Linked DNA regions of Zea mays: regions 2 and 3 are each linked to region 1. A link is a contact called in public Hi-C data. All regions are on one chromosome and are shown on one strand. The core of a region is the stretch at or near the end of the contact, and the rest is flanking DNA. Distances in the headings are between cores, read along the strand shown.

What was found. Hi-C and Micro-C count contacts between places; a contact is called where the count stands out from the background.
Region 2: a Hi-C map of ear shows a contact between it and region 1, with 2.2 times the contacts expected there. The contact joins the promoter of LOC103643980 here to the promoter of LOC100384369 in region 1. A contact is called at or near these places in 3 of 25 Hi-C or Micro-C datasets (ear, leaf and tassel).
Region 3: a Hi-C map of leaf mesophyll shows a contact between it and region 1, with 3 times the contacts expected there. The contact joins the promoter of LOC100282480 here to the promoter of LOC100384369 in region 1. A contact is called at or near these places in 11 of 25 Hi-C or Micro-C datasets (ear, endosperm, leaf and 5 more) and 1 of 3 datasets of contacts at active chromatin or transcription factors (leaf).

Annotation. Positions count from the first base shown.
Region 1 is chr1:281,331,271-281,335,507 of Zm-B73-REFERENCE-NAM-5.0, forward strand. LOC100384369 (CwfJ-like family protein) reads left to right here and starts at 1,940. Exons shown (of 8, transcript NM_001357634.1): 1 at 1,940-2,749; 2 at 2,856-3,055; 3 at 3,146-3,346; 4 at 3,421-3,981. The coding sequence starts at 2,401.
Region 2 is chr1:281,119,624-281,123,860 of Zm-B73-REFERENCE-NAM-5.0, forward strand. LOC103643980 (diphosphomevalonate decarboxylase MVD2, peroxisomal) reads right to left here and starts at 2,102. Exons shown (of 11, transcript XM_008667155.3): 1 at 1,877-2,102; 2 at 1,490-1,744; 3 at 923-1,121; 4 at 240-303; 5 at 39-102. The coding sequence starts at 2,068.
Region 3 is chr1:281,155,274-281,159,510 of Zm-B73-REFERENCE-NAM-5.0, forward strand. LOC100282480 (Ribosomal protein S10p/S20e-like) reads right to left here and starts at 1,996. Exons shown (of 2, transcript NM_001155389.2): 1 at 1,816-1,996; 2 at 310-853. The coding sequence starts at 801. The coding sequence ends at 469.

The DNA of each region.
Region 1 (4,237 bases), core at 690-3,189:
TTATTTATTGGTTCTAAACGTTAGTAATTGCTACGAAGTAGCATAATTTATATGGAGCACATCCAATTTTTATTGATGCCTGACTTTAGCAATCACTCCATATTTTGATCTATCTTTTTTATAAGTTTGACTTCATGGGACTTATTTTAGAAACTTGATCTCACAAACTTTCTCTTATTTGGTCTATGTATGATGGAATTATGTCATTTTATAATCTCTGTTCATTCAGTCAATCGTTATGAACTCTTTTCTAATCGCTCACTTCATTGGTCGTGTTGTAACAAAACATATTTGCATGGAGTAAACAATAACATCAGTTAGCCAAATCAAAAAATATATTATACAGAGAGCGGAGACAATCAATAAAAAATCTTGAATTTTTTTGATGGATAGTTTACGTGGGTATTGTTGTAAGCCGTCGCAACGCACGGGCAACTGACTAGTTTATACAAACATGACAGATATACACATATGAAATAACCATGAGTTTGGATTATTGCTTCCTAGACCCATACTCGTTCAATGGGTGAATATTTTGTCCCATATCTATACCCATGTAGACAATTTTTATTCTATAACCATACTCTAAGGGCTTGTTCGGTTAGCTTTCAATCCATGTGAATTAAGTGAGATTAGGTGTGTTTAAATCCTAAACAAGTCAAACCTCTTCTTAATTTTTTCTAATAGGCCTAATAGGAAAATTCCCCACAGGTTATCTGGTAGAGAACATATCTGATGCACATAGAAGATTGGTGCACATGGTGCACATATTAAATTATCACCACTCATTTTAGATCTAACGTCTCTAGTTATTTGGTATATTTTGCTGAGGACACCCTCCAACGTGGTGGTGTGTAGTGGTGGAAGGTGTTATTTGTAAATTGAATGATCAACTAGAAATATTAGATCTAAAATGAGTTGTGATGATTTAATATGTGCACCATGTGCACCAGATATGTCCTCTGTGTGGTATCGGTCCCCCGTTGACGTCTCTAGGGCCCTGTTTGTTTTGGCTTCTGGCAGCTTCTGGCCATCAAAAGCTGCTGCGGACTGCCAAACGCTCAGCTTTCACATAATCAGTTGAGTCGTTGTAACAGTAGGAATCTGTCACTTTCTAGATCCTGAGCCCTATGAATAATTTTATCTTCCTCCACACGTAATCGTAATGATACTTAGATTCTTCCCACAGCCAGATTCTCCTCACAGATATATTTTTAGAAAAGATGGTCAGAAAAAGAAAAAAGCTGAACAACATGCCCTAGGTTCGACTAGAGATGGCAATGGGGACCCGATCCCCGATTCCCCGCGGGGAATTCCTCTATTAGGCCTTGTTCAGTTATTCCCAATACACATAGATTGAATGGGATTGAAAAAAAATTAAGAAGGAGTTTAACTTGTTTGGGATTCAAACCCATCCAATACCACTCAATCCACATGGATTGAGAGCTAACCGAACAAGCCCTTAGGGGATGGGGATGAGGAAATTTCTTCCCCCACGGGGATGTAAATGGGGAAAATTTCTCCCCCGACGGGTAAACGGGGACGGGATGGGGAAGCATTCCTCCCCGCGGGGACCCGTTAAACTTACATATGACGATGTTTTTATATAATAGTTAATAATAGAAATAAAAAATTATCTTGACAAGAGATCAATAGTTGTACAAATGCATTCATTTTAATATACACATAATAATTTTTACATCTAACAATGTGTATAAGTGACAATGTTTTATATTAATAACAAATGAAGTACGATCTAATTATAATTTAAGCGGGTACGGGGATCCCGATGGGGATTTATCTCCGTGGGTAATGGGGATGGGGAAGAAATGTCTCCCGCAAACGTTCGTGGGATCCCGCGAGGAAATTTTTTCGTCACGGGGACGGGATGGGGAGCTAAAACCCGACGGGGAATTTCTCGTTGGTAAAGGGTTCGACAGTTCGCCAACGCCCAGCTTTCTACGTGCTCCGGCCAGCGCCGCCTCGCCCAGCCACCTCCGCGGCTCCGCTCCTCTGCCTCGGCCTCGCGCCCTCTCCCAGCAGCTTCCTCCTGCTCGCCCCTCGCCGTCTCCGGGCGACCGGGCCTGCAGGCGCCGGCGCCTCGCCGCGGCGCCGCCCGGAGCGGCAGCTCCTCGGCCGGCTCCCCTCAGCGGCACTTTGGCACGGCACTTCCGCAGGGCCCAGGTCCCAGCGACAGCCGACAGGCTCACAGGCAACACCCCTTCAGGCCTCAGGAGCTGTCTCAAGCCTACAGCCGTTCCGCCTCGCTCTTGTATCTGACGGTCTGACCCTACCCTATCTCTGAGGAGGTCGAATCTGGCCTGCCCTTCTCTCTCTTTCTCCTACGATCCTTTCTCTCAGTCCAACGAAACCCTCGGAGGCACGGTTCGGTTCGACGACATGCTGTCTGGCGTGAAGCTGGTTCCGCGAGACCAGATCCAGTCTGATCAGAAGCGTAGGGGTGACCAGGGCTCCGATTCCGACTCCTCCGACGGCAAGAGGCCGTGGAAGCACAGTAAAAGAGGGCGGGACAAGAAAGAGAAGAAGAGACGAAGCAGCCGGCGGCAGCGGAGGCGGAGCAAGAGGTACTCGTCGGAAGATTCTTTGGGGTCAGACACCGACGATTCAATCGGAGAGGAAGAGGAGGATGATGTCAGTCGGAGCAAGCGTCGCGGGAAGGACAGGAGGCGGCGACGCAACTTCTCTGACGACGATGATTCCGAATCCGGCGAATCTGACCGGGGAAGAGGTAAATAAACTAGTACAAAATTTGGTCAGCATTTGTTCTTCTGTTGTAATTTTGATAAGCTTGGATATCTTTATCTGATCATATGAGGTATTGCCATTTGTTACAGCCTCTCGCAGGGGGAAGCAGAGACGTGATGACGAGGATGAGGAGGAAGAGACTGAAGGTGATGGGCTTAGGGCAAGTGAGGTGGTCAGGAGGGAGATGGGGCTTGAATGGATGCTCAAGCCAGCAAGCAGCAGCCAAACTGAGGGCACCGGTGTTCGTAAGGTTGATAATGTCGAGAAGGATGAATCTGCACATGAAGAGGTAATGACAATGCACCATCTTGCATGTGATTGCCCTGACTGTTTTTGTCGATAAGCTGTAGTAATCCGCCTTTTGCTTGACTGTTGATAGATTATGAGACCGAACCCAAAGGAACTTAACCCATACCTTAAAGATAATGGAACCGGATACCCAGAAGAATCAACCCCATCAAATGCTGGCAGTCAGTTGCTTGCATCCTCTGTTGTGGGTGATGGAGGTGCCAGCTGGAGACTTAAAGCTTTGAAGCGTGCAAAGGAGCAAGCTGCTCGCGAAGGAAGAAAACTTGAGGAGGTATGCAATTATTCTCAGTAACCAATTCATTTTTTTATTTCTCATTAAATTTTGTGACTATTCAATTTCTATAGGTTGTTGAAGAGAGATGGAGCTCATTAGGCGACTTAGCTGTTTCAGTATCAGCATCAAGAGCTGCCCATTCACATGCTCATTTGCATGCCATTAGAGGCAGAAAATCTGGTAATGCTGACAACTCAGAAGAACGTGTTAAAAGAAATCCAGAGGGTCAGCTGGATGGTAGCAGTGGCAGACGTGAATATCTACGGGATGTTTCTTCTCAGCACCATGCCATGAGAAAACCAAAACCTGATTCTGTCCCATGGAAAAAGAGAAGACAGAATATATCTTCTGAAGATCAGGCACTTATCTCATCAGCGGTAGCAAGCTTAAATAAGTTTTCTGATGATGGAAGCTTTATGGAAAAGATTAGCAATGTTGAGAGCAAGAACACAAATGTTTCCACTGCTAGTGCTAGTGCTGATGAGCAGAGGGACAATGGGCAGAAAACCCCTAAGGAGAGTTCAAACAAAGTACAATTAGTGAGCACTCAGAAACTAAATGCAAACCAGATGGCTGCAAAGATTCTGCAGCTCCGAATGAAAGGCAAGCATCAAGAAGCTGAACAACTTTCGGTGAGTCTTTCAATTATTTTTCTTGTGGCAACGCTGTCACTTTTTTGACTGAATCTATGAATCATTAGATATCAATTTATTTTATAATGCAATAATGGGAATATGCAGAGTACCCTTAACAGATATGTGTTTGATTTAACATCGTAGATATGCTAGTTTTGTGTTTCCACCATCATCTGAGTCCTAAACTTGCATATATTCTGAAAAACTGCACGTAACTAAGGTTCAAAATATGGATTGCATTGGTCATACTGGG
Region 2 (4,237 bases), core at 852-3,351, 210 kb before region 1:
AAACAGGGTTTTTTTCTCTGTCATGACCATATACTCACTTCTCCCATGCACCATTTCACAAAACCACCATATATACTGCGGCATGCACTCCCAGATCCCTGCCTGAATGAAGTTGATAAAATACAAGGATGGATTTGCAAGACTCACAAGTTATTAGCGCACAGATTGACAAACTTAGTACAGCCCTTGCAGTATCTCAAGAATAAAAACAAAATCATTTTACCATAACATGAACAGACCTTGCTATTGAAGAAAGTTCTCCATAATCTTCTTTCACATTCATCAGCTTTCCAAGGGTGAAAACTGCAGCAACATTCAATAACAAATGCTTATGTGGTGATACATGATCACAAATCTTTATGGAGAACTAAGAAATCGTGAACCGTTATTTGGCCTTGAATAGAACTTATGAATTTCCAAGGAACTGCTGTTTTCTACCAGAGAAGCATGCCGAGTAGCTTTTATAGTAATGGTGAAAGATACCAGTGACCAAAAGTTAGTAATACTCGAATAGTACTATTTTCCATGTTTTTAGTGAAAATAAAGGGAGAAAACTTACATTCGCAATCTCTATCTGTCCCTAAATATATTTTTCATATTTTAATGTCAGTCACAGGAGGACAAAATGAAAAAAAGAAACTAGAAAAATACTACATCTGCTCCTAATAAGTTGTTTTGATGCCTCTGCAGTCACAATTTCCAACTTGAGCTCCAAATTGGTAAAAAGAATCAGATTGGCCACACGACAACAGCACTAGTAAAATTGCTGTGAACTTTTAAAACATTTTCATGTTGTAGTTTTTGCTAATACAACAGACCAACAAACAGTCAAATCATTGTAAGGATAGCCAGAAGTCATGACAACTTATATTGAGAACATAGGGAAACAATCAGATTATGATGATAGCAGAAGAAACTTTACCGAAACAGGCAAGGCCAGCAGCCGAAGAGGCCAAACCAGCAGCAGTGGGGAAGTTGTTGTACGAGGCTATGTGAACATGCAACTTGTCCCAGTCCTCTTTCTTGATCTTGACGCCCTTCTCCTTGTCCTCAAAGTCACGAGCACGCTTTCTGATTTCTCTGAGGCAGCTCTGAAACCTTCCTCCTAATAGCGAGATCTCCTGCTCAATCATCCAAACCAAATACCAAGGTAATCAAGAGGACCATCGTTTCGAATTTATACCATTTATCGCCAAATCAAAGTCCTATATACTAGAATTCTTTATCTGCCACTTAGTCAACGTCCAGATTCCAGAGTGACACGTAAAAAACAAAAGGCATGTAGTGCTGATTTGGTGGGCATGGAAATGGAGGGCATCCATGGGGCAGGAATCCCCTCGCTATTCAAAATTAAATAGTGATGAGATTCCTCCGTCATGGACCATCCATTTACCTGTTTTTTCCCTCCCTAATGAACAGACCACGGAGGTGACGAAGCAGCGGTAGAGACAAATTAGCGAGCAGAGAAGGGGTACTGGCGATGACACACCTTGCCATTGAGCCACATGCGGTCGGAAGGGAATGAGGGGCTGACGGCGACAGTGGTGGTGGCGGAGAGATGGTCAGGGTCGAGCGTTACGCTGATGCTGTCGTTGATGGGGAGGATGAGCGCCTCGTCCCGCTTCCCCCAGTACTTGATCACCGCAATGTTAGTCGGCGTCCGCCCCGTTGCCATGAGCACCCACTGCCCCTCCGCCGCCGCCATTGGATCTCTCGCTTCGCGCTGCTCTACGCCCGATAATTCCTTGCCAAAAAGGGAAGTTAGTAGGCATAATACATGCATACGATTACACTAGTGATTAGATCAGATCCGAATACAGAACAGCTTAAATTGGGTTCGGGTGCTCAGTTTTGCACAGAAGAAGGGCGGGCATACCTGCTGTGGCGTGTGCTCGTCTCCGGCAAAGGGTCCGTCCGACCTGGGCAGCAGGGCGTAGAATGGCGGCGGGCGTGTTCGGCTGCTCGGATGAACTGAGGTTAGGCCTGGGCCTGACTCCGTTAATGCAGAAAACGACCGAATTGAGTGTGAACTAGAATGGTCGTGAATACTGTTTCCCCTATTTTCCATGGATGTTTTAGCAAGCTGATGTAATCAAGGACATACAGTGGCTGGCCTAGAATTTAGAGGTGGGTATTCAAAATTTTTTATAGGATGATTTTTAGAAGATTAAAACATATATATCGACATATATATTTAATTATATATATGTATAGCATATGATTAAACACACACTATGGTCATAACTGATTCAATAACTAGTCTACTAAACTCAAATTTCATACAACTATTTTAAAAGTTTTAAATCGAAATGTATATGTTGGTGGTTGCTCATTTGTTAGCGGGCTACTTGTGTTCTTTGGCATTTTCTAATCACTAATGCTCCATATGCAGCCTAGTACTGCAAGCAGTAAAGTAGGGGAGGTCAGGTCGGGTGACCACTAGCTAGGTAGGTTTGGACATTGGCACGATGAGACCTTGCCCCTGGTTGTCTGTCCTAGCATACGGTAACGCCCTGACTACGATGGATTGAAGCCTCGGACGACGGACGACATACGACGCAACAACGAGGCCAGTTGCAACACAATGACAATTAGTCGATCAAGTCTAGGCACCTTGCTGCACCGTGGAGCCACAATGTCTCAACGGAGGTGCTGGTGTCTCCATGGCACGTGGGGCTACAAGATGTGACCACGACTTGGTGGTTGGTGCATCTGGTGGTTCTGCCATGGTGCGACTACAATAGGGTTTGGGGATTTTTTTTGTCGTGAGGTACTGAGGTGGGCTTTGTCGCTCCGTTGGGCTTCATGGTCCACGACAAACGATTGAATTAGTTAGGTATGAGAGGTAGGAACGAGATATTTTAGTCCAAATTAATAGATTCCTTTATTTATTTGATTCGTTTTTATTTTCCATGCATATACACTATATTTATGTATATATATTGAAGTTCTTTTGCTGAAAATAATGGGTATTCATTTGAATACCGTTGAATCATGCAATGGGGCCCGCCCCTGAGGACATATCTGATTAAGTTACTGTTTTATGATTAATCATGTTGTAGTCAATTGCTGCTGCATTAGATTTCCTTAGTATCATCAGATTAGCAAATTTATGTGCAACTAAGATATGCCAAAACAAAAACTCATGTCAACTTGCAGTTATATTACCATTTTTATGCAGTGGCGGAGCTCCGTAAAAATAACGCCCTGGGCCACTTTACAAATATAACGATATACTACTCGTCTTTTAATTTTTCGCACTTTAGGAATAGTAACATTTAAAACAATCCAATGGAACTTTTAATTTTTCGCACTTTAGGGTAGTAACATTTAAAACAATCCAATGGAGTTGTGGCAGATAGGGAAATAGAATCAGGCGTTCGGGAACAATTATTCACAGTAGAGGAGAAGCACTCAGCACACAGCGCTTGCCGCTCAGGTGGTCGCTGCCCATTAGCCAGGGAGGCGCTCCGCCCTCGCCTATGAATAAGAAAAGAAAAGAAATTAGGTTGAGGAAGTTGTATAGTTTGGAGAATATGTAATGGCAGGGGTAGATTTGGGCGGTGGCGCGGCGCCAGTGTAGGGCGCGCGCGTCATTGCTACAGGGACGATAGAGGCGAACTGGTGGAGGTGGAGGCCGAACTGGAGGTGGAAGATGCCTGAGTCAGATCCCGCCCAGCCGCCTCGGAGGTTGCTGCCTTGTGCCCTTGTCGAATTTATAGAGCCTAAAGGCGTGGAGAACGATAGAGGACTGAATGGAGGCGGCCACGCCGCTGGCAACATAGGAAACGCAGCCGCGCATGTTTGCGAAATAATTGAAAGAGTCTATGTTCTCGTGACTTGAGCGACTGAGGGAGGCCGCCAGCACCAGGCTCAATCGGTGCAAGCAGGAGGTCTTTTGGGCCACATTTTTAGGCTAAAATGTATTTTGGTCTAGATGTTTTGGTTGAAAAAGATATATATATATATATATATATATATATATATATATATATATATATATATATATATATATATATATATATATATATATATATATATATACTAGGTATGTGCCCGTGCGATGCGACGGCAAATAAATTATTCGATAAATATTAGTGTACAACGATTACATTGATGTTTGTGTGTTGCTATGGTTTCTATATATCACATAGGTAGATCGATAGTTGTTTAAACACTTATCTTTGGCTTTGCTTAGTGAGTCCCAAATTATCAATGGTTGGTATCAAACATTTTT
Region 3 (4,237 bases), core at 746-3,245, 180 kb before region 1:
TTCAAGTCATCCTTTGTGCACTGACTATTGTTTTCCTTAACAATACCAGATGTAAGTATTCATTACCACCAAACATGTCTGCTGTCATGGCATGGAACTAAAGAAAGATGAAGATACAAGCAGCTTCCTGGTGGATACATGACTTTTGCTTTGGCGAACTGTAAGGGGAATGTCCAAGTATTTGTCTAAAAATGGAACAGATCAAAACAAAACATCATTATATGAATTTAAAAGGGATTCAGCATGATGACTGCTTAAACTGCATCGGAAACAGTACAACCATAAAGTTTTGTGAATCAAGTCATATCATGCTGCATTTTCTTGACTAGTGATCTGTCAAGGTAATGAAGACTTAGCAGGTACATTTTTTTTCAAAAGCCATCAAAATAAGCATGTCTTCATAACATATGAAATGTCGATGGATACAAGTCACTTCAAACATTCAGGACGGTAAGGAAGATCTGAGAGTCAGCAAGGAGCTTGGGACCTTAGGCTCGCCATATCGAGACGTGTCTTGAAAGAAATTTGGATTTCATACTGAGCCCCAGGTATCCGCAGGCGTTTTAACCAGAAGAACTTCCTGTGAAGTTCGTGTGGTTTGGCTGTCTGTTCCACAAACTGTTTCTTGACATGCATCGAGAATTGTTCCCTGGACTTCTTATCGATATGAGGTGACCGCAACACGGTGTACAGGGCTCGTGATTCAGGTAGTCCAATCTTCTTTGTGAATGGCATAAGCCCTGAGACCTGGTTGCTTTGGCTCATAAAAGACTTCATCACTACGCGTATCTTTGCAGACATGACTCTACAGCGAAGCAGAACCTTTTGTCACTGTTTGCAAATACCAAGACACCTGGAGATGGTAAAAACTAGCACTGTCATGTAACCATCAAGTAACACAGACATCAAGTAAACAAAATCTGAAGCAGTTTAGAAAATTAACCTTGCTGTGACAAGGCAATAACTTTATGATGTTTGAGAAAAATATTCATCACTAATAGAGTAGCAGAAACACAGGGAAGGAAACATATATACAGCGACTACTTATACTAAAAGGCTCAGTGCATGGACCGCATATCAATTCGTGTAAAGTATGATGCTCAGCTACACCATATCAGGCTCATAAAAAACAGAAACGATCCTTCTTTTTCATTTCTAAAATGGAGTCAGGCTCATGGTAGACAAATGATGGTCCGTATATGTATGGTGATAAAAGTAACGAGGGTACATGGCTTTAGTTGATATAGAGGTGACTGGCAATAAAACAACAAACACAATACTATTTTCTTTTTTTTCAAATGGGAGGGCGTAAATGAACACGTGAGGAAGGATAACATGTTGACAAATAAAATATGATTTGTTGCAAAAATTAGTAAATACTAAAGAACAGAAGAAATATGTCGGGCATCACTCGCCTTAAAAAGGTTAACACCGAAGTAAAGACCAGCAACTTTGATCGCACAAAGAATTGCAAAGCATATTGCCTTCTGAAATGTACTGAGAAATAATGCTAAAACTACAAGTATGAACTGTTTCTCAAGAAGCCAGGAAACTTAATAATCAACCATCTCATGCTAATGAACAAGTGTGAACGGTTCCTCTCAAGCAGGAACAGATCAGGTACAGGACATGGGTGCAGGGGCGGCCCAGTAAAGGACAAGGATGTATGTACACCCGGTAATTTTTTTTGAAGGCATAGTACAGGTATACACTTGCAATTAGACCAGATCCCATTACGAATAGCCAAATAGCCTAGGTTAGCCTTTGGGTGCTCCGTTTCGCACAACATGAAGGGAAGAGAATGGGTGGCCATGCCTGGTGGCTGCTCGTTGCCGGAGAAGAACCGGACGAAAATCTGGGCATCTGGTGTAGCCTTGTAGGGCGGAGGCGGAAGCAGCGATGCAGCAGGTGAGAGAACGGCGGCCGCGGCGATAGCCTAGCGCCTCCTAGCCCAGTCGGAGCCTTCTCCCTGAACATGGGCCGTTCCTTTTTCAAACAATTTTTTTTAGACCTTGTTCGGCATGCGGATTAAATAGAATTGAAAAAAATTATAAAAGATTTCGACTTTTTAAATTGAAATCCACCGCATCCTACCCAATCCACATGAATCGGAAGCAAAACGAACAAACCCTTAGACCTTGTTCGTTTACGTCGGAATGCACCCAAAATCGTTTTACCTAATCAAAGTTTATATAAATTAGAGAAACAATCCGGTTAGTAATCATTCCGACCCACCAATCCGACACAAACGAACAAGACCTTATAGTTTTTCTTCAATCTTTCCTTCTTTTAAAATCGTTCTTCTAACTAATTTGCAATTACTAATTCATGGAACACTGCAAATGGATACTGGAATATTGGTTTTAACCTAGTGGAGTCATAATAATGTTTATCAGAAAGGGTGAGCACACTAAAAATCGCATAGAGGGGTGAATAGAAGTGTCGCATCCGGGTTTTAGGGGTCCAAAACTCGGACGCGAAATAAACATCAGGTATGCTGAGACCAAGTCTCACAAATATGATAAATAGTGGTACAGAAATGAATGTCACATCTTTACTATATAATAGGAGTTCTATACAAAATAAATAAATAATGCATCAAAAGGAGACAACGATCCAACAACCCAAAGTTGACTGGGAGACGACGACCTAAACCTCTCACGAACTTATCACAGCATCCTCCATGCGCCTCATCCTGTGGTACCTGTTCTTGACCTGTGGGGGAGGGTGTGAGACAGCAAGAGTGAGCTCACATAAGTTCATTGCTCAACAAGTTGTGAGGAATAATGTGCATGAACTCACTAAAGGTGAGAATTCACGTGAAGTGTAAGGCTTACCAAAGAGAATGGTTGAAGCTGAGCGTTGCTTTTAAAGTTGGTCAAAATTTTATTAGCAATTACTAAGTATAAGTAAATATCAACCAAATTAAATAGTAGAACAAAAGTAATAACAACACCTGGGTTACCCATTTGCCACGGGTTGATCGGATACCATACACCTCTACCAAGAAAGCGGGGCAGAGTTCCACTACGAGGCCTTTACAAAGTTCCACTAGCTTCAGAAAACCCGCTATATTTTATAGGAAGCTCCAGTACAGGAATCCCTCGCCTGACCACCATCGCAGCAAAATCAACCTAAGGACCTCCCTGACCACTCCCCTACTGCTCTTGCCCCTTTCGGGTAAGGTAGTCCTTCACTAGCTTTTCTAGTTAGCTAGCCATGGGGTCTCATTCCTCCCTTGTGGTAGCACTGTTTTCCCTGGTGGTCGCTCCATATTCCAATTAACATAATGATCTTGACATGAACATAAATAAAATAACAAGATAATTGGAACAAGGATATAATGAAATATTATCCCAAAACCATATAAAGCAATAGCAAAACTACCCAAATGATTCAGGGGTAAACAAGGTAAAAGATAATCAAATTGGGGTAACCTATTGGGTCCAATCAAAATTAACCTATGCAGATCATTATGATTAATAAGAACGTGATTGGGTAAAAAGAAGTGATCAAGGGCACAACTTGTCTGGGACTTGAGATTCTAGGTACCAACTTGCTCTTCAGGTGACACGTGTCCTCACTGCTAAACGTAGCAATATAGACAAACATGGTATAGGAAAAATTAACATCACATCAAACATGAATACAAAAAACATATTAAAATGAGATCACAAGAATAGGAATCATTAATTTTGGAGTTATGGATTTTAAGTTATGAATTTCCAAAGGTTTCATGTGTTTGATACAAGATTAATTAAGAGATAAATTTTAACGTGGCTTTCATGTCAAAACAGTGGCACTATTTGATAAACAATAATATTATAAAATAATAGGAACTGGAATGGATTAATTTGGACTTAAGATGAATTTTATATGAATTAAATGAGTTTCTGGAATTATTTATATATAAAAAACAATTTCCTAAATCATTTTGTCGGGGACCATAATTAGGGGTACCCCAAGACTCCTAATCTCAGCTGGTAACCCCCATCAGTACAAAGCTGCAAAGGCCTGATGGGTGCGATTAAGCCAAGGCTCGGTCCACTCAAGGGACACGACCTCGTCTCGCCCGAGCGCAGCCTCGGGCAAGGGCAGCCGACCCCGGAAGATTCACGTCTCGCCCGAGGACCCCCTCAAGCGACGGACACACCTTCGGCTCGCCCGAGGCCCTATCTTCGCTAAAAAGCAACCTTGGCCAGATCGCCACACCGACCGACCGAATCTGTCGGGGACC